3 separate regions of the Mus musculus genome follow, and regions 1 and 2 are each linked to region 3. Evidence: chromatin contacts called from public promoter capture Hi-C data. All regions are on one chromosome and are shown on one strand. Each heading gives the region's core, a stretch centred on a gene start, on an enhancer-like site or on the middle of the called end of the contact. The rest is flanking DNA. Distances are from core to core; before and after follow the strand shown. Region 1 holds the start of Slc39a5 (solute carrier family 39 (metal ion transporter), member 5). Region 2 holds the start of Rps26 (ribosomal protein S26). Region 3 holds the start of Marchf9 (membrane associated ring-CH-type finger 9).

Region 1 (4,124 bases), core at 1,148-3,647, 1.3 Mb after region 3:
AGCGATGAGCTACTTTGGCCACTAGACAAGAAACCTGACAATGCCGTCCATCTTTAGTCAACACCCCACCATGGGTTGATCCAGCCTAGGCTGGAGTGCTTCTTTTGATAGGGCATGCCACCTGATCACAGGGTCCGGCAGCTTTGTCTGCCACCTTGTGTGTGTAGAACAAGGAACAGACGGACTGTTTCAGATGGATATACCATCATCTCCAGGACACTTTTCCACATAACCATCCCCACAGCCTAACCCTGAGATACTTCCCTGGATTGTGCGTTTGCTAAGTGACACCTCTGAATTTGGTGAGCCTGCGCTAAGGTTAAAGGGAACACTGAGTAGCTATTCGTTTACTGACTCTTCATGTACTTCAAGCCCCCTAAAGGGCCAAATACTTCAGGCCACCTACTCCCATGGTTCCTTCTCCTGTCTAGAGACTCAGACTTACATCCTCATTCAGATGGTCAGCCAACGAATGGTCCAACAGCAGAAGCCTCTGGAAGAGGTCTAGGCTCGAGGGCCCTGACCCGTGCAGGTCAGGAGCCTTTGATTCCTCCTGGTCACCCCAACCTGAAGGGCCCAGAGGCATTCCTGCCCAGATGTCCACACTCAGCTCCGGCTCTTGCAGCCTACATTAGATGGATTAGCAAGCAAGTCAGACTTACTCAAGTTCCCTGACACCTGCCCTGAGCTGTCACCTGGAAGGTTTGGCGAAGGAAAGACAACCACAGTCAGTCCTGGGAAGACCTGAGAGCTGTCATTTGTAAGAGAACCTAAAGTGGGTGGCTGTGGGCTCGACAGGGAAAGCCTGGAAGTACCGAGAGCTAGGACTTCTGGAGAATTGAAGCTAATAGAGGTGAGCAGTTGGTGTGAGAGGATTTGTAACTCTGGGGATTCATGCACTGGGCAGCTGGAGCCTAAGCAGGCACTGAGCGGAACCAGGAGATGCCACATTTTGTGTTTGGGAGAGAGATTAATACCTGTGTGTGAAATTGTCTCCACTTGTGGGTGCAGCCCGCCCAGTTGGAGGCTCATGGTGTCCCAGACGGAGCCCCTGGACTCGGCCTAGTCCTAGGCTGTGGAGAAGCCGCGCCAGGCCCCCTGCAGTCAGTGTCCCGTTCTCTCCATATAGACCAAACAACTGGGCCAGGTAGTGGTTCTGTTCCTGTTCAGCTGGGCCCAGGTTTGGGACGGAGCCTCCTACCCAGCCCAAGGCCACCCCCACACATAGGCCAGTCAGCAGATGATGTACTGGGGGCCCCATCACTAGGGCTATGGTTAGAGGCTCTGTTTCTGACTTCTATTTCCTTTGAGACATCCTGAGGACTGTACCCTAGAACAAGGAGGAGGGGTGGGGTCAGAGCTGCTGTCCCTCAGCTGAGAGCTAGGGAGATGTTCTTACACTTACCACCGCTTACTGAGTCTGTCTGCAGCTTCTGCAGGCTCAGGCGTTCTCTGCCCCTCCCTTCTGCCTTCTGGAGCAGCCTCCTGACCCCAGAGCTCTCCTTACACCTGGTCCCGAGACAACCCACCTCTCAAGCTTGTTCCGCCTCCCTATTCCCTCTCCATATTCAGGGCCTCACCCCTACTGGCAGTGTGAGAGCTGTCACCTCAGGTCCCTGGAAGGCCTCACTGTGGACCTTAGGAGATCCGAGGGAAGGAGCTCAGCCTTCAGATGCAGTGGAAGCCACGTCACAAGGAGGGCTGAAATGGATAGGTTTCCCCTTAGCCCACCTGCTCTGGGGCGGAGTCAGGGGTGGGGCAAGTGTGGGAAGGTTCATATAGGAGTTAATGGTTCACTGGTCTCTGGGATGGGGGGGGTCAAAAGTCAGTCTCTGCAGGGCCTTGACTGGGGAGGGGCCACCCTCTGCCCTGAAGAAGCCACATGGTTAAGAACTTGTGCTCAGTTTTTTCCTCTTAAATATTTTATAGCCCATAAGCCATTCAGCGCCACCCAAGCCTTTTCCTAAACGTACCCTCCCCACATTCCTAACATCTGGTCCTGAGCTGCGTCTGTTTCCAACCCCATCCCCACATTCCCTGGAGAGTTGAGCCAAGGTGCTCCTAAACTGGGAGTTAGAGGGAGAGGCAGATAAGTGGCAATTCCAGATGCATTTAGGAAAGTGACTTCAGTGATGCCCACCCTGGGAAGTGTAAGAAAAGAGCTGTGATTCCCCGACTCCAGCAAGCACTAACCGTCAGCACCCCCCAGCTCTATAATCAATGAACGAGAAAGAGGAAGCCCTGTTGAGGAAAAGAAGCCAGAACAGGGCTCCCCTCTGACATCTGACCTGGCTTACAATCAGGGGGTCAGTGAGTGGCCCGGGGGGTTGGGGTTAGCATTACCTGACGGCAGGACAGGAGACACAAAAGACACCAAGAGGAAGGGGGACCCAGCCTTCTTGTGGGAGGCAGGCTGGACAAGGGTCACCTGGAGGGAGGGGGTAGGGGAGGGACACTACCTTAAAGGGGCAGGCTTGCTTTGCCAAAGGCCTCCTTGCCTGGGCACTACAATTCCCTAAGTGCACACCTGCTAACCTCTTTCCTATGAGAGAAACACAGACTCCAGAATGAGTGGGAACATTTATTAGGAAGGAGGGATTTCAGTTAGACCCTTATTTCCCACACAAAAACCACACTGTCTTTTCCAAAGGAGGGCAGGCAGAGGACCCTGGATCCCAGGGGATAGACAGCATCAGCAGGACAGGGGTGGGGTGGGGCGTGAGTTTGAGGTGGATAAGGCTGCTGCTTCCAACCCCTCCAGGGAAATTTAGTGGCTAAAACACAGCTACTTTATCCTCTAATCCCAAAGCCAGCAGCCTGATAGAAGACTGTCTTGTTCTCTGGCAGAGACGCCTGGATCATGGTTGTGGTGGAAGGAAGGAGAGACTCATCTCTTGCTATCTCTTGCTGCTTCTTCGGGTTTCTTTGCCGTTGCTGACAGGGTTGCTGGAGGGGCCAGGAGGGCCGGAAGGCGTGTGGTTGGGTTGACTTCGAGTGATTCGGGTGCTGGGGGGATGTGAGGGGGTGTGAGAAGGATGGGGGCCACCCACAGGACCTAGCTGGGTGCTCAGTCCATTTCCGTTCTGGTTCTCGGAAGCTAGTTGTGGGAGAGGAAGAAACAGAGTTAGGTAGTTAAGGTAAGAAAGGGTCTGTCTTCAAAGCCCACTTCCATGCCCCAGAGAGTGGATGAGTCTTCACCAAGCACAACTGCGTGAATGCTGACCAGGTACAAAAAGACTATGGGTTTTGAATAAGAATGGGATCCTAGCCGGCATGGTGGCGCACGCCTTTAATCCCAGCACTCGGGAGGCAGAGGCAGGTGGATTTCTGAGTTCGAGGCCAGCCTGGTTGGGACCCTAGCACTGATAATTTTAACTGTCAATTTGGTACAATCTAGAGTCTGCTAGGGAGAGTCAGTGAGGGGCTTGTCTACATTGGCTGGTCTGTAGGGGATTGTAATTAACTTAATTTTGCAGGAAGACCTAGCCCAACTGTAGATGGCCCTATTCCCTAGGCAGGTGGTCCTGAATAGAGTACAAAAAGCTATGGGCTAAAAGTATGAATGGGGCCCCTCAATAATTTTGGAAGTTGCTCCATGAACCACATATGTGTGTGTGTATAATTTTATATTATATAAATACAACATATTTATCTTAGGTATCTCTGTGTCATTGGAAATCAGACCCAGATTTAGTTCAAGGCTCAAAGCTCTCTGAAAAAATGTCCTATGGCCCAAGATGCCTGTAAAGCTGGAGAAGCACAGGAAGAAGAGCTATAGTTTCTCTTTAAATGGAAAGGGGCTGGGTCTATCATGTGGGAAGTTAGTGCTTGGGTTAGATACCCAGCACTATAATAAAATGAAAAATACATCCGGGAACTGAACCCCTCTGCCACTGACTGAGCCACTTAGCTACACATCACCCCCCAACTGTGTATATTTTGTGTTTACTCCTGTGTGTGTGTGTAGCTAAGTGTACACGCACGCACACACACACACATATATAACCTTCAGGAGTTGGTTGTCTCCTTCTGCCATGTGGATGTTCTGGGAATTGAACTCAGGTTGTCAGGCTTGATGTCAAATACCCATTCCTGCTGAACCACCTTGCCAATCCCTACACCCA
Region 2 (3,849 bases), core at 1,030-3,529, 1.6 Mb after region 3:
TCTGTAGGGCCGGGGACCAGTGAGTGCCCTGCACCATAAAAACAGAAACCCTGGCTTGTTAAGTCTTACAAGGATCCAGGTGATCCACAGAACCCTGTCCATAAGCTGAGCCCAGTGAACACACTTGTAATCCCATGGCTTGCTGGGAGTCCAGGCAGCATAAACGGGATCCATGGAGCTCACTGCTGGCCAGCCTGCAGAGAATGCCTTAGAAAATAAGGTGTACAGAGCCCAAAGCACCAAGTTCTGCACTATGGACCCCCTGAAACGCACACAAGAGTCTCGACATAAACACACTCCGATGCCATGTAAAGTACAACTTCCATTTTATTTTTCCAGGGTAATTTTCCTTCCGTCCTTACAAAACGGCCTCTTTACATGGGCTTTGGTGGAGGTCGAGGTGCAGCGCCCTGAAAAACAAGAGATGAGCTAAATTAGAAATGAGGTACTCGGATCTGCTGCGGTTGCCTACTTAACCCCAGCATTCTAGAGGCAGAAGAATCAAGAGTCCTAGGTGAGCGAAGGCCAGTGAAACCTCTTTTTTTTTTTCTTTCCGAGACAGGGTTTCTCTGTATAGCCCTGGCTGTCCTGGAACTCACTTTGTAGACCAGACTGGCCTCGAACTCAGAAATTTGCCTGTCTCTGCCTCCCGAGTGCTGGGATTAAAGGCGTGCGCCACCACGCCTGGCTTCCAGCGAGACTTCTTAAAACAAAACAAAACAAAAAAAACCAAACCCACCCACCCATGTAGTTCACAGTAGAGCACTTACCAGCATTAAGTTGAGGACCCAGCACCTCAAACCAAAGAAACCAACCACCACCCACCTAGCATCACTAAAAGTGTTTCAGGTTATGCAAAACAGACAAGCATTTTTAAAATTTAAATGTAGGTCGTAGCTGCCACACAGACTAAATAAGACCTTAATGGATACTTCTCTGGGTAAGACTATGTATGTCCCAAGTTAAAATAATTTACTTACAGCAGGTCTGAATCGTGGTGGGGGTGTTCGGTCCTTCCGGGCCTCGCGGGATCGATTCCTAACAACCTTGCTATGGATGGCACAGCTCACGCAATAATGCAGCTTGACATAGAGCTTGGGAAGCACGTAGGCTGAGAAATCGAGAAGCAGATTAGACAGACGCCCTTTCCTGTGATTCTCTTATTCTATTGGTCAGGATTACCCTAACCTCCAAGTTTTACTGATAAATGACACCCAATGAAAACCAGAGAAACCAACACCACACCCAACATACACCAAGAGTTCAACTCTTGGGCTAGAGGTTGCCACTCAAAAGGCCAAGGCATCCTCAAAGCCAAAGTGGGCCACACAATATGAGAATAGCTCAAGTTAGGGAGTCTCACTCTGCTGGCAGGCCTCATGGTTACTACTGTTAGGTCAAGAAAAAAACAAAACAATGAACAAACAGACAAAAGCCAGCCAGGTGCTGTGGTGCACGCCTTTAATCCCAGCACTAGGGAAGATCTCTTGAGTAGGTCTACACAGTGAGTTCTGAGACGCCAAAAACCAAGTCACAAACTGCCCAAACCAGTCTTTGCCCGTTTTAAAAGCTGTTCAATTTTTTTCAATAACTAAAGAATTATGCTTTTTCAGATTCTCCTAAATAGGCAGTCTCTCACAGGGATGGGATGCAGGGGTTTGGCTACCATGCATGAGCCTCAATCTCCACCCCAAGAGAAAAACCAAGTTAAAACCCCATCATTAGGCCTGCTTACTGTGCCACAAAAGGCACCTTCTCCCCAAGCTGAAGACAACGAGCCATACACACCCTCCTCACTCTTCGTCCCTGTACAAATCACGGCTGTGGCTCACTTACCGTCGAAGACGCTTGCTTCAGATATGTCCCTGACAGCAGCGGCTTCTACAATGTTCCGAATGACAAACTTCTTGATGGCCTTATCCTTGGGCACGCACCGGGCGCAGTTCGTGCAGCGAATGGGCTGCACATGGCCGCGGCCCTTTTTGGCGCGACCGTTGTTTCTTCTTTTTTTGGTCTGAGAATGGAAAGAGACGCTATTGGAAAGGGGGCGAGAATTCAGCCCTTCCTGGCCGGCCGCCGCCCGCAGCCCCGACAGAGACCCGTACAAGTCCCGAGCACGCCAAGTCCGGGCTGGACGGACCCTTTGTCACTTTCTCCTCCAAGACTCTGACTTTCAGGTCCCTACCGTCCATAGATCTACTTCTACCCCAGTACCCAGGCCCGCGCGCTCACCACGCGGCGACACTCACCATCTTGGAGCCAAGACTCGAAAGAGGATCCGGCGGCTTGCCCGACCCGCTTATATAGTACGAGATTCCTACGCTCACGCTGAAAAAAAAAACCCTCAGCGACCTGTAATTCTATTTACTCCCTAGCAGCTATTATGCTCGAATTTACCTAATTACTTAGAGTTTCCTGTGAAATGTAGGGTTGTGATAAGTCCCTAGAAATGGTCTATGACGAAAAATATCAGTGGAACTATTTAACCTTCCGGCGGAAGATTAAAATGTTACATTCCCAAACCAGGAAGTGATTACAAGGCTCTATAACATCCGGTTTACGATAGTTCCAGAGCGGAAGTTATCCAGAATTCGGACGCACACTCCCTAGTGTGGGAGGACAAAAGAGATGCATTGTGGGAGTTGTAGTACGACTTGGAGAGGTTCTCTCTTGCCCGTAGTAGACGGACTAAAGGCGGCGCTAAACCACCTTAAGACGCCATGATTTATTTCTTTGAAATATGTGTTCTAAGTGTAGGAATTAGAAATAGAAGACCTGGGAGAAATAAACCATTTGTAAATGCGTCTTTCCAAATAGAGGCTTCGAGTGTTGGGATTAGGCCACCACGCTGGGCTTGGACCACCATTTTATTTCCAGATCCTATTAACACAGATGAAGCACTGTAGTTAGTACATTGTATGTACCAACACAATTTAACTGATCAAGTCTATCAGATAGTTATTTATTTTGAAACATAGTCAAGTAGTCCAGGCTGACCTGGAACTTATTTGGTTAGCCAAGTGTGACCTTGAATTTCTTTTTCTTTTTTTTTTGATTTTCATTTCCCTAATTGCTAGAGATGAACTTTCTTCTTTTAAGATATTTCTCAGCCAGGCGTGGTGGCGCACACCTTTAATCCCAGCACTTGGGAGGCAGAGGCAGGCGGATGTCTGAGTTCAAGGCCAGCTGGTCTACAAAGTGAGTTCCAGGACAGTCAGGGCTATACAGAGAAACCCTGTCTCGAAAAACCAAAAAAAAAAAAAAAAAAAAAATTTAAAAAAAAAAATAATAAAATAAATAAATAAAAAATAAAAATACCTTTGCGATTTTTCCTTATTCTGGTCAGAATGGCAAAGATCAATGGAACAACTGACAAGAAATGACTGAGAGGATGGGGAGGACTCACTCACTGTTGGTGGGATAGCAATCTGGTATAGTCACTATGGAAATCAGTGTGGAGAACTTTCAAGAGATAAATCTATCACATGACCCAGCCATATCTCTCCTTGGCATATGCCAGAGGGACTCAACATGTTACTCTGCAGATACCTGCTTAGACACGCTCATTGCTGCTCCAAACACAATAGGCAGGAGATGGAACAACCTAAATGTCCTACATCTGACAAACACGTAGTGAAAATGTAGTTCATATACACTGTGGAATGCTGTCCAGCTGTAAACACACACACACACACACACACACACACACACACACACATAAATCATGAACCTTGCAGGTAAATGGATGGAGCTAGAAAAGATCACCCTGAACGAGGTAACCCAGACCTGGAAAGTCACTGTCATTGGAGGCTCTTAGCTGCAAACCTTCAGGTGTGAGTTCACATATCA
Region 3 (3,806 bases), core at 452-2,951:
CACTTAAAAACTAGGGCTTTCCACCCAGAGTAGGGCAAGATGCTAAGGCTACAGCACAAAAGTAAGAAGTCACAGCTCAAGAAAAACTTCTCCAACCGAAGGGATCAAAGGTGAGACGAGAGGGAGAGGGAAGCCTGAGTCTTCCCTTTTCCTAGAAATCGGAAAGGTGATTAAGACATCCTAAAGAGCTGACCTCTGCCTAGGACCTGGAGGGAGGAGAGAGGCTGGGCTGCTGAGCTAGGCATCCCTTCATCCACTCCACAGTACTTCCAGTATATAGATCTGGTGCCAGCTGGGATGGCTAACCAATCGTGGTGTCCACGCTAAAATGGGGAGACACTCTGGGAGCAGGAGTGGAACATGGTCCCCTTTAGTCAGACAGTCATTTCTCGCTGCACAGAGATGCCCGCTGGCACTATCCCGGGACAACTTTACCCATAAAATTAAACAAAGAAGGCTCTTTAGAATGAAGTGGATAAGTTGCAAGACGGGAGCAAAAACTGCCTCATCGGGAGAAATACTGAGAGGAGCAGGGTCCTGCCTGGCCCCTCCCCTCAAGGTGAGAACAAATGTACTCTCCTTTCTGCCCACTTCCAAAAAATAGGTTCCCTCGGCTAATGGCTACCCTAAGGTGAGGGGAGCAGGTGCTAAGAGCTGTCTGATATCGGGTGACAGAGACTCTGAGCCCTCCGAGGAGAATAACCCTACCTCGACTGGGAGCCCCTGACCCCCCACCCACCCGGCCCCAACCTTGACACACTCCAGGAGTCTCCAGCCAGGCCAACCTCACCCCACTTCCACTCGGGTCCTGGGTCCCGCCCAGCTCCCCCTGGCCCCGCCCCCTGCCCCGGTCTCCGCGGACACCCCAGGTACGCGCCCCCACCCTCCCCGCCCAGCCAGGTGCTCGGGCCTGACCTGCTCCGGGCCTTGGAAGCAGATCCTGCACTGGGGGGTTCGGAGCCCACTGTCCAGGCTGCTGCTGAGCGACAGAGCGTCCAGCGCGCCTGGGGGCGGCGGCGGCGGCGCGGGCGGCGGCGGGGGTCCGGCCCGCGGTTCCTTGTCGCCGGCCAGGCCCCGGGCCCGCGGCTCCGACCCGTAGTACTCCTCCTCGTCGCCGTCCCCGTCCCGGGCGGAGCAGCCGGCGAAGGGCGCCCAGCCGCAGCCGCCTCCCCCGCCCCCCCGGGGCTGCGGCTCGGCCCGGGGCCGCCCCCCGCCCGTCAGCACCAGCAGCTTCAGCTCGTTCAGGAACATGCGGAGCCGAGACTTGAGCATCGTCCGGGCGCCGGGGGGCGGGGGGCGGCGAGCGAGGGGGGCTCCCGAGCGGCGGGGGGAGGGGCGAGGAGCAGGCCGGGAAGGGGGCGCGCGCCGGAGCGCAGGACCGGGCCGGGGTCTCCGCGGCCTGCAAGCGCTGTTCACTGCTGCCGCCGCCGGGGCACCAGGGCTCGCGGGGCCGAGAGGGCCGTCAGCCCGCGGACGGCAGGGTGGGCAGGCATGGCCCGAGCAGGAGCAGGGGCAGGGGGCGGGGAGGGGGCTCAGGGTGCCGCGCCCCGCGGGTCGGGGTCCGGAGCCGGCCGGGCACCGGGGCTTATGCGCCCCGGTCCTCCTGCGGCGGGGCCGCCCCCCATCGTCGTCCTCTCGGCCCCAGTCCCGCTCCGACTGCCGGATCCGGCTCGGTTCGGCCCGTGCGTTCGGCGGTAGCAAATGGCGGCTCCTTCCGGCGGCGGCGGCGGCGGAGACCCCCCCGGAGCGGCGGGCGGGCGGGGCGGGAGCCGGGGAGCCGGTGAGGGATGGAGGGAGGGGTGGGGCGGGGAGGGGGAGCGGAGGAGAAGGGGCCGCGGCTGCGCATCCCCGCCCTGCCCAGCACGAGCAGGTGTCCCCAGGGGCGGGGCGAGTGTGCGAGACGCGGGAGGAGGGAGGGAGAGGAGTGGCCAACGAAGGGGAGTGTGTACCGGGGTGGAAGAATAGGTGTGTGCGCGCGGGTGGGGGTGAGGATGGAAGTTGAGTCCTCGAAGGCTGCAGGTGTAACGGGGCACAGAGGTGTATGCATAATGGGCGTGTGCAAAGAAAGCTCTGCAGGGAGTCGGGTGTGAGGAGGGTGAGGATGGACCCTAACAACACACAAAAGATGGTAAAGGGTGCTGGGTGCGGGATTGTGAGATGCTGGCTGGTGTGCAGGAATGGAGTCAGATTGTGTGAGAAGCAAGCGATTGATTCTAGCATGTGAAGGTGGCGAGTGAGCAGAAAGGATGCCCGAGGAATGGGCGTGTCTTTCATGACACCCACCTGCCCTCAGCTCCACTGCTCTGAAGCGAAAGCCACACAAGCACGCTTAAATCTTTGTTTTAAATTGACCCCTAGTGCTACTGCTGGGCCTGTCAGCTTTTTGATCTGCTTTGTATTTACACCCACCCTCTCAGCCCCTTTGTGAAACTGAAGGAAAGAAAGGGATTCCCGGAGAGCCCACTGGGTCAAAGACACTGAGAAAAAAATTAATTAGCAAAAGAGTAATTAACAGAAAAGGGAGGGAATGAGCAAGTTGAAAAGTCGAACCAGGGACAGATTGCCAAATTAAGACTCCTCAATGGAAAGTGGCTGCAAAGACAATTTCGGCACAGCATCTAGTTGCTGTGGATGGACAGATGAATGAAGGGGGTGTGGGGGCGCAAGTCAGTGACTTAAGCAGACAAAGAAGATAGCTTCTGTAAGGACAGGAAGCTGCAGTGGGGTCCTATGGGCGGCAAAATGAAGCAGGGAGTACCTGTGTTGGGAGTTGAATGCGCTCACAGACAGCTAAAAAACCCAAACAGCCCTAGGAACATAGCCAAAGAAACACCCACCTCTCCAGCCCCTTAGCCAATTTAGGCCTGGATTTTTTTTTTTTCTTTCTGCTCTTGTTGGCAAGGCAAGAAGCATCGAGGCAGCAGCAGGAGATGTGTCTGATGCACACCTTCTGTGGTGTGGTGCTTGACTGTGATTTACATGAATCCTCAATTTACATTCACATTCTCATATACATTCCCTCCCCCAACCCCCTCTCAGTCAAGGTTTCAACTTGTAGTCCTGGCTAGCTGGGAATTCACTAAGTAAACTAGGCTGGCATGAACTCACAGAAATCCACCTGCTTCTGCCCCAGTCCTCTGGGATTAAAAGCATGTGCCACCATAACCCATCACTGTTACGTTGTCGACCAGAAAAGTAAGAAGTTAGAATGGAATACACAGCAAAACAGGTAATAAAATAGTTTTAGCCTGGGTGTGGTGGCTCAGGTCTAGAACCCAAGCATGTGGACATTGCAGAGTCTGAGGCCAGCCTGGGCTACCTGGCAAGAAAGATCCAGTCTCAAAGAAAGAAAAGACAGAGAAAGGAAAAGAGAGAAAGAAAAGAAAAAAAAAGTGGTGCATACCTTTAACCTTAGTTCTTGGGAGATGGAGCAGGAGGATCAAGTATTTGAGGCTAGCTACGTGTCCATTTCAAGACCAACCTGGGCTATATGAGACCTTGTTCCATTAAAACAAAACAAATATCCACAATAAAATAAATCAGAGCCAAAATCGTTGCTCATGCCTATAAAAACAGCATTTAGGGGCTTTAGCACAAAAATTGCAATTAATTTGAGACCAGCCTCAACTCTAGTGTCTCAAATATGATTTTAGAATTTAGGGTTCAGGAATATAGCTCAGTGACTGAACCCATGCTTACTGCATATAAAAACACTAACTCCAAGCCGGGTGTGGTGGCACACGCCTTTAATCCCAGCACTCAGGAGGCAGAGGCAGGCAGATTTCCAAGTTCGAGGCCAGCCTAGT

What was found. Capture Hi-C pulls out chosen DNA fragments and counts their contacts.
Region 1: a contact with region 3 is called in a promoter capture Hi-C map of adipose tissue, with 4 times the contacts expected there. The contact joins the promoter of Slc39a5 here to the promoter of Marchf9 in region 3. A contact is called at or near these places in 1 of 39 promoter capture datasets (stem cell-derived epiblast-like cells), 1 of 484 Hi-C or Micro-C datasets (B cells) and 2 of 9 other capture datasets (adipose tissue and pancreatic islet).
Region 2: a contact with region 3 is called in a promoter capture Hi-C map of liver, with 4 times the contacts expected there. The contact joins the promoter of Rps26 here to the promoter of Marchf9 in region 3. A contact is called at or near these places in 5 of 39 promoter capture datasets (embryonic stem cells, hematopoietic stem and progenitor cells, hippocampal neurons and 1 more), 6 of 115 datasets of contacts at active chromatin or transcription factors (astrocytes, embryonic stem cells, fetal liver and 2 more) and 2 of 9 other capture datasets (adipose tissue and liver).

Annotation. Positions count from the first base shown.
Region 1 is chr10:128,398,827-128,402,950 of GRCm38.p6, forward strand. Slc39a5 (solute carrier family 39 (metal ion transporter), member 5) reads right to left here and starts at 2,398. Exons shown (of 12, transcript NM_001136237.1): 1 at 2,344-2,398; 2 at 1,608-1,701; 3 at 978-1,330; 4 at 446-626. The coding sequence starts at 1,261. Nabp2 (nucleic acid binding protein 2) reads right to left here. Exons shown (of 7, transcript NM_027257.2): 7 at 2,569-3,097. The coding sequence ends at 2,898.
Region 2 is chr10:128,624,227-128,628,075 of GRCm38.p6, forward strand. It overlaps Rps26 (ribosomal protein S26), which reads right to left and starts at 2,280. Exons shown (of 4, transcript NM_013765.2): 1 at 2,250-2,280; 2 at 1,837-2,014; 3 at 981-1,111; 4 at 303-410. The coding sequence starts at 2,252. The coding sequence ends at 375.
Region 3 is chr10:127,058,483-127,062,288 of GRCm38.p6, forward strand. Marchf9 (membrane associated ring-CH-type finger 9) reads right to left here and starts at 1,702. Exons shown (of 4, transcript NM_001033262.2): 1 at 916-1,702. The coding sequence starts at 1,272.